3 separate regions of the Arachis hypogaea genome follow, and regions 1 and 3 are each linked to region 2. Evidence: chromatin contacts called from public Hi-C data. All regions are on one chromosome and are shown on one strand. The core of a region is the stretch at or near the end of the contact, and the rest is flanking DNA. Distances in the headings are between cores, read along the strand shown. Region 1 holds the start of LOC112696745 (peroxisomal nicotinamide adenine dinucleotide carrier). Region 2 holds the start of LOC112696751 (aberrant root formation protein 4). Region 3 holds the start of LOC112696753.

What was found. A called contact is a pair of places that touch in the nucleus more often than the background predicts.
Region 1: a contact with region 2 is called in a Hi-C map of leaf, with 3 times the contacts expected there. The contact joins the promoter of LOC112696745 here to the promoter of LOC112696751 in region 2. A contact is called at or near these places in 2 of 8 Hi-C or Micro-C datasets (both in leaf).
Region 3: a contact with region 2 is called in a Hi-C map of leaf, with 2.7 times the contacts expected there. The contact joins the promoter of LOC112696753 here to the promoter of LOC112696751 in region 2. A contact is called at or near these places in 3 of 8 Hi-C or Micro-C datasets (leaf and an unstated tissue).

What each region holds. Positions count from the first base shown.
Region 1 is chr6:78,519,201-78,522,848 of arahy.Tifrunner.gnm2.J5K5, forward strand. It overlaps LOC112696745 (peroxisomal nicotinamide adenine dinucleotide carrier), which reads left to right and starts at 1,514. Exons shown (of 8, transcript XR_011862373.1): 1 at 1,514-1,646; 2 at 2,294-2,389; 3 at 2,629-2,762; 4 at 3,310-3,440; 5 at 3,543-3,597.
Region 2 is chr6:78,787,330-78,790,872 of arahy.Tifrunner.gnm2.J5K5, forward strand. It overlaps LOC112696751 (aberrant root formation protein 4), which reads right to left and starts at 1,766. Exons shown (of 16, transcript XM_029287552.2): 1 at 1,436-1,766; 2 at 1,259-1,298; 3 at 1-48.
Region 3 is chr6:79,209,777-79,213,291 of arahy.Tifrunner.gnm2.J5K5, forward strand. It overlaps LOC112696753, which reads left to right and starts at 1,837. Exons shown (of 4, transcript XM_072197158.1): 1 at 1,837-2,320; 2 at 2,406-2,527; 3 at 2,756-2,819; 4 at 3,485-3,515. The coding sequence starts at 1,969. The coding sequence ends at 2,818.

The sequences.
Region 1 (3,648 bases), core at 264-2,763, 270 kb before region 2:
TTATTTTTATTTAGTTTATTTTTTATAACAAATTTTAAATATTTAAAAATTATTTATTTTTATATTTTATAAATTAAATATTAATTCTTAATTTTTAATAAGTTAAAAAACTCTTTTCAGATTTTTAAGTACTATAACAGTTATTTATATTTTATGATTATAGGTGAATAATGTTGTAGTACTTAAAATGTGGTACTTACTTATTAAAAAAAGTTAAAAATTAATATTTAATTTAAAAAATATAAAAATAAATAATTTTAAAAAATCAAAATTTATTATAAAAAATAAGTTAGACAAAATTTAAATATCACCATGATTATATTACTTGCTTGTATGCGCTTATGCAATTCTACCTTTTGGTTTTTTTTCATGAAAGCCTTAAGTTTCATGATAGAAAGTTAAGAGTTGAGGCGAGGGACAATGCAACTTTTGCATGAAAATGTGAACTGGAGCGTAACAAGCAGGTAATGCCCAGATTAGCATCTTTTAAGAATCTGAAAATCATGAATGAAAGTGATCTATCTATCCATCTTTCTCGTGATAAAAAAGAAAAGAAAAGAGGTTATATATTTGCTAGATAAAGATTAAAGAAAGTGATATTTCAAGTCGTGCAGATTGTGACCTATGCTATATGCATATCAAGACTCTTAATTTCCAAACAAAATTTACTCTTCAATTAATTATCATCATACTAGCTACTACCCATTCTACACGTAACAAACTAATTAAATAATAAAAAATTTTCGGAGTTAACTTTTTTCAACTAAAAAAAATTTTCGTTTTTTTCCCATATCTATCATGGATCTTCGTTTAGCTATGAGCCAGAGGTGTGTATATTCATGGGTATTAAATAAAATTAAAAAAAATAATATAATCCAACTGAAAATAAAATAAATTTATAAATATTATCCAAATTTAACGTCCATGAGTTACTTCCAAATTCCAACTCCTGGCTTCATTATTGTTGTATGTTTCCAAAGAAAAGGTTTAGTTAAGATGAGTAAAACATCTAAATAGAAAATTTTTATGCTGATATATAACACTACTAAAAAATTAGTTATTACAGACAGATATTTTTGATGAATTTTATCTCACGGAAATATAGACGGAATTTTAGAGGAATTTTTGTCGAAAAATAAAAAAAATGAATTATTAGCATAAATTACAGACGGAAAAGAAAATCCGTCGATAATTCTGTCGGAAAAATTAATTTTTTTCGTGGGAAATGATTACAGATGGAAAATCCGTCAATAATTAAATGGACAAAACGCTGCAGTTTTATTAAATTATTACAGACAGAAAATCCGTCTGTAATTTAAAGTTTTTTGTCGGAAATATTAAAATAAAGTTTTGGAAATCACATTCTTCTCTCTGTTTCAGTTCCCACTCCCGTGCCTCCACACTCATCCCTCTATCAGCCTTGCACCGCCGTCGCATTGGACCTCCATTGTACTAAACTTCCATCGCACCGAGGCTCTGTCGTACCCCTTCCTGGTTCTTCTCCGTCACACCCCTTCCGTCAGCCTTGTTCGCGTCGCTCCCTTTCGAACCCTAATGTGCATTTCTCTCTTCGATCTCTCCACTAGTGCTTGCTCTTCTCCGTGTGTTGCTGCGTTTCTCTCTTCGATCTTGCCTCAGCTATGCAGGTAACCTTAATCTCCTTTCTCTTTCATCGATGTTTCTTTCATTCAATTCCATTGCTAACTCTAATTATATTATTCTATATTCCATCACTAACTCTAATTCTATTTCCTATTCTATGATAAGAACTTGTAACAGTTACAGTTCTTTATTTTGTGTTCTTATAAACTTGTTTGTGAAATCAAGGTTCCTAAATCAAGTTTCATTTTGGTTGAATTTTTTAGGGGTTAGGTTTTTATTGATGCAATGTTTCTTGTTTTCGTGTTTTTGCTGAAGATTGATTGGCTGAACAAGTTTTTTGAATAGCCTTACCTTGATAAGATATTTGCATTTTGAATAAGCTTTGATCATTTTTCATTTTTGCTTTTTACCTTGGTTGTTTGTTTGTCGTAATGTGTTAATTTTTCTTTTGTTTAGGCAATTTGTAAGATAGAATTAGTTATACACTATACGCTAAAAGAGTTTTGATTTCAATGCTTAAACTACTTTAATTGTAGTAGGCAGATAGAATTTCTCTTCCTTTTTTGAATATTATCCGAATCTGAAAAGTGGAAGCTTGGTTCTTTTACTTGTCATAAGAAACATATAAGAGACTCTAGCTAGTTCTTTCTTTTTGCTGCTTTTCAAATATTCTATCTCTGAATGTGCAAAGTAGGACAAGATGGAAAGTAGAGGGAGCAAAGCAATGCCTGCACAGAAAAATGGGCGTTGATCGAATCGAGAAATGAAAATGGCTTTGATACAAGATGTATGTGATAATTTATTAGTGAAATAAATTTTCAGTACATAGGATAAATTAATGTTTTCAAACTTGACATGTTGATAAATTGAAGAGAAAGCTGAGACATGAAGAGAATGTGCATAGTATACTTAATACTTGCTTTCTTTCTTGTCAAGTCTAAAAAAAACAAATCCACTCTTATGAAGAAAGTATAATTAGAAATTTTAGGATGGATGAATTAAGTTCTAACTAAAAAAATAATGTAGTGAGGTTACTAGGATCTTGCACAGAAGGTGTTTGTAGATTTGACGAGATGGTGGCAGGGAAGGAGAGAAAGTATTACATGCTTGGTGGGAAAGGGGGTGTGGGAAAAACAAGCTGTGCTACCTCCCTTGCTCAGGTATCTAATGAGACCAAAAAAATCTCTTGATTGTTTAGTTTAGTAGTTCTTCAATATGGATAAAATTTCAGAAGTGTAATGCTACAATCTCATTAGGATTTGACAGGTGGTAGGCTTGTTCCGGTTGAAGGAGTAGAGTCACCATTATATGCTCTCGAAGTACTCATTTTGATTGAAACAGAATTGAATATTAAACTAATAGTGTATCGAAGGTTTAATGACATTATCGCAATGTACATTTTATTACAATAGCTACCAGTGTTAAGAGTTTCAAATAAAGCTTGAAGACTGTTCTTGTTGAAATTGAATAAGCTTAATGAGAGAATGACTTAGAAATAGCAAGAAGCTAGTTTCTTATTCACCCAAATCACCTCTGAGATAATACTTTGATAAGGACTTCTTTGTTTAATGTTGTATGATTTGCAATGTAACTCTTTTCTATAAAAAACGGTTAATATTTTCCAGTAATATATTTTTTGGATACCTGTTCAATGTTTTAATTTAGATTTTCCCATTTTTTAATTATGACGACAATTTTATGATACAGGGTGTTTATTATTATTTCTATCAAATATTCAGGAACAAAGCCGAAGTGGCTGCACTAGAACAGAAAAGGCTAGGCATTGGCGATGGATCAGTTGGGATGTTCTCCTTACTTATTGTTGCTATTTTCTCCGTGTAATTTTAATTTACTTTGCTAAAAGATCTCCTATGAAAATTGGTCAAAGGGAATAACAGATTATGTAATACCTCAAATTGCTTAATTCATTCTTCTTGTAGGTGTGTTAATGTGCTATTGACAAATCCCATATGGGTAGTTGTTATGCGAATGCAGGTAATTCGCTAGTCGATAGTCAATTCCATTCACTTTTCTCATTGCATCCCC
Region 2 (3,543 bases), core at 516-3,015:
GCTACTACTCACTATATGGGTCATCTAACTGTTTTAGTCACTGGTTCACTGATACAACGGGTCCAACCGTGATTCAACCGCAAAAATCGTTTTAGAATAAAATAATAAATAAATTATAAATAAACATCCTAAAATATAATTATAGTCTAATATAAATCTTAAAATATCTTCCAAATTTAAAACACTACATGAAATATCATCAACTAAAGCCATATGATCTTATCAAAATACAAATTCAAAAGTTAAATAGTAAAAAGAAATATTTAAATATTAAATGCCAGCATAAAAATTTGTCATCAATAATCAAAATTCGCAAAAACTTGTTAAGAACTCAACATTAGAAGCCATTAGTTTCAACTTTAACAGAATACAAGTTCATGAACGATTAGGGTAACTCTTGGTCTGGGGGCTGCAGGGCACATTCTTCGCTTCGGTTTATCAATGATGACTTTCCAACATTAGGGTATCCAACTATTACAGCTCGAACCTTTATACAGTGACATGAATAATTCACTTCAACTTAGTTATATTCATTTGAAACAAGTACTAACGAGTGAGAATTAGTGTAAAACTTAAAAAGAAAAGTAAACTTATCTTTGTAAAATAAAAAACACAAGAAATAGCCTAAAGATTATACACAGCAATCAGATAGATTATTTTGGTTATGCAATTTACTGATCCAAACTTTCACTCAAACAATGTGTAATGCTGCAACAGAGAGAGAAGTACAAAATTACTACCCATACGGTTTAAATTATGTTTTCCTTGTATGGATATTAGATAATGAAAGGAATTCTTTTGAGCAATAAGAGAAATCCTTTTGCCAAATAATTATTAAAGGAATGACACAACTAAAATTGACACTTAATTGTTATATAACCCACTGGACGAGGAAGCAGTCCTTTGGCTCTGCGTTTAATATTTACATCGGCTGCTGATTCCTTTGCTAACCGGCCTAGCTTTATTGTACCCTTTGCAATACATACAACACAGAATTAAGTATGTGGCATGTGAAACTTCCTAACAAGAGGTCAAGAGCTAGAAAGAAATTAATTTACAGCATAACAAAGCAATAATTTCAACAACTAACAGTTATCTACTCCATAGTCAAGTGCAAAACCTGTTCACAAGAGCAGAACCTGTTCGATTCATATCAATTTATATTTTTTTTTCTTATTCATTTTTTTTATGGGAATTTTTTTTTTCTTATTCATTAGAACAAAGATACTTAGTAATGCAATGCAGCAAACTGAATTACCCATGAGATTATCAGTCTACAATTTCTATGTATATATCATCTGCAATAAAAGGAAAAAGTGAAAAACCCAGTAAGTAGTGAAAAATCGAGCATCAACCAAGAAGTTTGCATAACAATACTTGTCATTCTCATTCCAACCAAGGTAACATTACTGAACAGATAAACGACCTCCCTCACCTTATAATCCCCGCACTCGCGACGGCGACAACACACGAGCCACCAGACCTGACACGGGGATCCATCTCTATAGCGAATCTCGCCGGGAACAGCGCCTTGTCGATCCTTGCGGAGAATGCGAAGTCGAACGCACCGTCGAAGAACGGCGGGTTGTGAGGGTCAGCGCGCTGGACGAACGCCGACGAACTAGTGGCTGGCGCCAGCAGAGACGCAGGGAACCTCGGAGTGGTTAGAGGCGGCGACGGTGTTGACGGAGAGGAGAAGCAACAGTTGGAGGCAGGGTAAAATTGAAAAATTAGGGTGTTTATTGTTTAGTAAAACGGCATCGTTTAGTAAGAACCGGTCAATTTCCAATCTGATGTAACCGCCAGTTCATGGCCGGTTCAACGGTTTTTGACTGATTCTTCAATTGTTGGTTCTCAATTAAACCAATTCGATTGATCGGTCTAATCTAATTTTTAGAACCATATATTTTCGTATTATTCAAATTTTTAATTTATAAGGTATTCAAGAAAAAAAGTTATTGCTTTATTAAACTTATTCTATTAATAAATAGAATATGATTTCTATTTATTATTATTATTTTTATATATAATAAAATTATAAAGGTAAGATTAATTAAGATAACGGTAAATTATTAAAAATATATTATAATTATCTTGATAAAAATGTCTCTGAATTTTGTTATAAGCAAAATTAGATTATATTATGTATATACTAAAATCAACCACTAGTATAAAATACATGTTAGAATATAAATACATATTAAAAATAAATTAAATCACACATTTATTTATATTAAAATATATTGATAACTAATTTTAGTAACTGATTTTAGTGTACGAATAACATTTTTAGACAAAAATACTCTCAAATATTTTAAAAATCTGTAAAAATATTCATCCGTGATCGGAGATCTATTTTGTAAAAGAAAAAGAATAACGCGGCTCATTTGCTAATGTCAAAATCTCACTTGCCACATGTAAGAACCGGAATTTTCACGAATAAAATTATTTAAATGCCCCAATTTAATTCCGAAAAGTTAGGATGAGAATTTGGAGGATTTAAGTATAATTTTTGGACTCAGTAGGTCCTTCAGAGTCAGAAAATGTGTTTTCTGCGAAAAAACAGTAAAAAACCGCAAACAGGCAGTCGAACCGATTCAAGTATGTCCGGTGCTGCACAAGAAAAAGTGAAACCAGCCGAAAGGCTTAGAAAAACATTAGAAATGGAAAACCGGGCATTAATTTTAAAGGTTTGGCTCGAAGTTAGGCCAAACGGGCTAAAAACGCTAACGGGTTGGACCGGACCCAAGTTGGGCCCAAGCCTAACATATATAAGGGCTCATTAATGAACCCATTCTTCATTAAACACACACACATAACAGAAACTTGAGAGGAGAGGAGGAAGAATAAGAAACACTATTCACCACTCTCTTCTGTTCGCAATATCTTGAGCTACAGAGCTCCGATCGCCACACCATTTGTGGCTACGCATTCCTTGAGACAAGCTCTACAAAATCCACCCAAGAAAGTAGTAAGGTAACCACAAAATCTTTTCTGTTCCTCCCTTCAAAGTTTCGAAAATCTAGGGTTTTTGATTAAGTGAGTTTTTATGATTTTGGATGTTTAGGTTCACTCTAATCCTTGCTTAGCTTTGGGTTTTAACATCCAAATCTATTGGAAAAGGTAAGAGGTATTGAAACTCTTGTGAAATTTCAATTATAATGAGCTCTAGGTTGATTTATGATGGTTTATGTACATATAGCTTGTTTATGGTCAATTTGGAGCTTGTTGATGCTTGTTGAAGATTCTTGGTGGCATAGATTGTGATTGAAAGCTTGTCTTGGGCTCACTTTGAGGTTTTGGTGCATATTGGAGATCGACTAAGATATGGTTTTGATTTTCTCTATGTAGTATATAATATTCATGGACACTTAGGCTAGTGACCTATAGGATAGGTTTGAATTAAAATGGTTGATTGGTGTTGAATGTTGTTGTATGTTGATTTATGATGAATTGGTGAAGGTTGGGTTCAATTATAATGATTGATAATGATATGATGAGGATAAATGATTTGTGAAATTGAGAAGTGAATTGTGTTGATAT
Region 3 (3,515 bases), core at 587-3,086, 420 kb after region 2:
AGCAAGCGAATATTCATATATTCATCTAATGGAATCAGAGGACTGGAGTTCCTTCACAGAAAGCTTGCCATCTCTGTCTCTATAATAAAACCCTAAATTATTTTGAGAAGATAGAAACTGCAAAGAAAAATTGATAAAACTAAAATTGGCACAGAAAAATTGAGCCTAAGCACAGAATCATAAAATTAGAGTATACCTCTTTATAGCCGCGGAGTGTTGCCCGAGAGAGCCTGGTGGTTGCTCCGAGGAGAATCTCACAGATGACGATGTTGGACACTGTGGCGAAGAGGTGGAAGAAAAACGCCGATGGTGGCCAAAGGATGAGGAGAAGCACGTGGGGACGAGGGGGTAGGCTCCGGGAGCGAAATTGGCGAAGGTGTATCAAGCAAAGGGGTAAGAAAAGGAGCGCGAGGAGGACGGCGTCTGGTTTCTGGAAGAAGGTGAAGCCATGACGACCATTATTGAATTGATTCGAATTGGATGTGATTGAAACTCGTGCAATGAGAAAATGCAAGCGGCGGCAGCAACAGGGGAAGAAGAAGCTCGTGGACGCAAGTCTCCATTATGATTTCAAATGAGAAGAATTCAAAAATTGAAAGTCATGCAAAACCATACCTGAACCGGTGGATGAGGATGACCAGCGAATGGCCGTTGCTGAGGTCAATAATGAGATCGTGGACGGAGCGATGGAGAGAGCGGCGGCAGCGAAAGAAGCTCATGTGATGGAAAAAGCGTTGGACAGAGAGAGGAAGAAGCTCTTTGGCGACAATTTGTGTGGAGTGTGAATAGATCGAGAGGATAGGATCTGAGTTAAGGTTAACTCAATATTTTCGACGAAAAATTTTAAATTACAGACGAATTTTTCATCTGTAATAATTTAATAAACGCAACGTTTTTTCATTTAATTACAGACAAATTTTTTGTCTGTAACTATTTTCTACGAAAAAAAATTAATTTTTCTGATAGAATTATCGACGGATTTTTTTTCTATTTGTAATTTATGCTAATTCATTTTTTTTCCAACAAAAAATTTTTCTAAAATTCTGCCTGTATTTCTATGAGATAAAATTCATCAAAAATATCTATTTGTAATATCTAATTTTCTAGTAGTGTCTCATTCTCTCTCACTCACGACATTCTCTTTATTTTCCTAAAGAAAATGGTTCGGTATTGCTTGGAAAAATGATGGTTAATGAAAGAGGAATGATTAATTAGTGTTAAGGTGACACATAGAGAACTTATATGTCATAATTATAAATATATACATGTATACCTGATAGCCACGTTTGGCTTTGTTTTTTAATCTTTACTTCCTTAAGGCACATTTGGCCAAGAGAAAAGAAATAATAATAATAATAATAATAATAATAATAATAATAATAATAATAATAATAATAATAATAATAATAATAATAATAATAATAATAATAATAATAATAATAATTCTAAAAAATTAATTTAAATTTTGTCTATCAAAATAGTATTTAATAAATAATTTAAATTAATAATTAAATTAAATTTTAATAATAAAAAATTTTTATTTAATTATTTTTATTAAAAATAATTTTTTAAAAATAAAATTTTAATATAATATAATGATTTATAAATAACTAATTATTTAATTTTCAAAAATTTGAAATGTTACAAGATGCGATAAATTAATTATTTATAGTTTAATTCAAACATGATACTCTATATGCAAATGAATATATAATTAAATTTATTTTTGATAATATATAAATAAATAATTTATTCTCTAAAAAATATTGCTAAAAAAACGCAAATGATGAAATTTTGATTAGCGTCTCCAAATACGGGCTAACTATGTGGGCTTTTAATTTCAGATGCAGAGCTCTTACTTATTTTAATTTTTTTTAGGAATATTGGTTAATTGGTTTCACTGTTTCAGTGTGTTTATCCGTATCCAACAACCACTCTTTCTCAGAATAACTCGACCCTTTAAGGATCATGTCACTGCCTTCAAAGTGCCTCTGTTGCAATGTAGCCTCCTCACTCACACTCTCATCATTATCTCCTCTTCCTCCTCCTCCTGCACCTGCTGTATGCACCTCCACTTATTACCATAACCCTGCCCCACTTATCCACAAATCTCCATTTCAACAAGTGGACCACCTAACAACACGTGGCAAAGAAAAACCATGGAGCAGGAGGAGGAAGAGGAGGTTGAGGCTGAGACCTCTTTCAGCATCTGTCCCGGCTCCGCCGCCACTCGACCTCACAGAAGACAATGTGAGACAGGTGTTGGTTGATGCTCGCGCGGAGCTGGGACAGATCTTTGACACTTCAGTTGGCATCACTGGTTGTTGTTTTTGTTGTTCAATGAAATATGTAAAGGATAGATATAATATTGTATATGTTCTTCATGAATATGCTTCTTCTTTCAGGAACGGTTGAATTGGCAGAGTTAGATGGACCTTTCGTGAAGATCAGCCTCAAGGGTCGCTTTTGGCACAAGCGTTCCGATGTCGTAGCCAGAGTCGCTAATTATCTCAAACAGAGGATCCCTGTAACTCTCTCTCTTCTCTTCCTTTTCCATAATCACTATTAAACACTATAAAATATAAACTCTATGTTCTTTCAAAATTGGTATCTGGTCACAACTTAGAATCACTGTCCTGATTGCTTTCTTATTAAGTGACTAAACAATAACTAATTCTCTATCGCTTTACTTCGTTCAATCCAAATGCAAAAGCCTAGAACAAGAGCCAAACATGTTCCCTATTTGGATTTTCAGGAGATTTTGGAGGTTGATATAGAAGACGAGAAACAATTGGATGACAGTCCGGAGAACTTTTGAGGTTTTGCACGCAGCTATCACACTCTTTTTATTTTGCTTATTCTTTATGGAAATTTGTTTACGTAAGTTTGGTTTCGGAGAAGAGGCTCACAAACAACCCTTTAATAATGTATTGCATAATTGTATGAGAATTCCTTAAAGAGATAAATCTTTGAAACATCACCTTCATTTGGCAGAGTATTGTAGTGTTTCCAAGTAGTCCCAGTTTGAGATTTCAATAATGTAAAACAAGGTGGTTTCGCAACTAGCTAGTTTTAGCCTCTTATTTTATGCAGTAGAAACTACTTATACATGGCACTCTAAATGTTGTGTTATCAGGAAGCAATCAGTGCCGGTCTTTTGGTTGACTGATTGTATGAATATGTTTGTTTTGTTATGGCTCCAACTTTTCTTCCACTTTGTTGTAAATTTCCTCTACAGTTTGAGCTACTTATAATTGGTCACTAGTTTTGCCTGTTGAAACACAAGGAAAAGGGACAAGCAAAGCCAACTAGTTAGAATCTTAATTTAGGACTTTAAATCAATTTTAATGTTAAATTATTTTATTAGGTCAGACGAATTTATGACTCAAATTGTGTTATAAGTTCATGTTTTACATTTAGTTTACTCTTTTATTTTATATTAAATCTCAATTTCAAATAAGTGATCACTTCTTTTTGTATTAAGGTGCAATGCTGTTGTCTCTTGTTGAATGAAG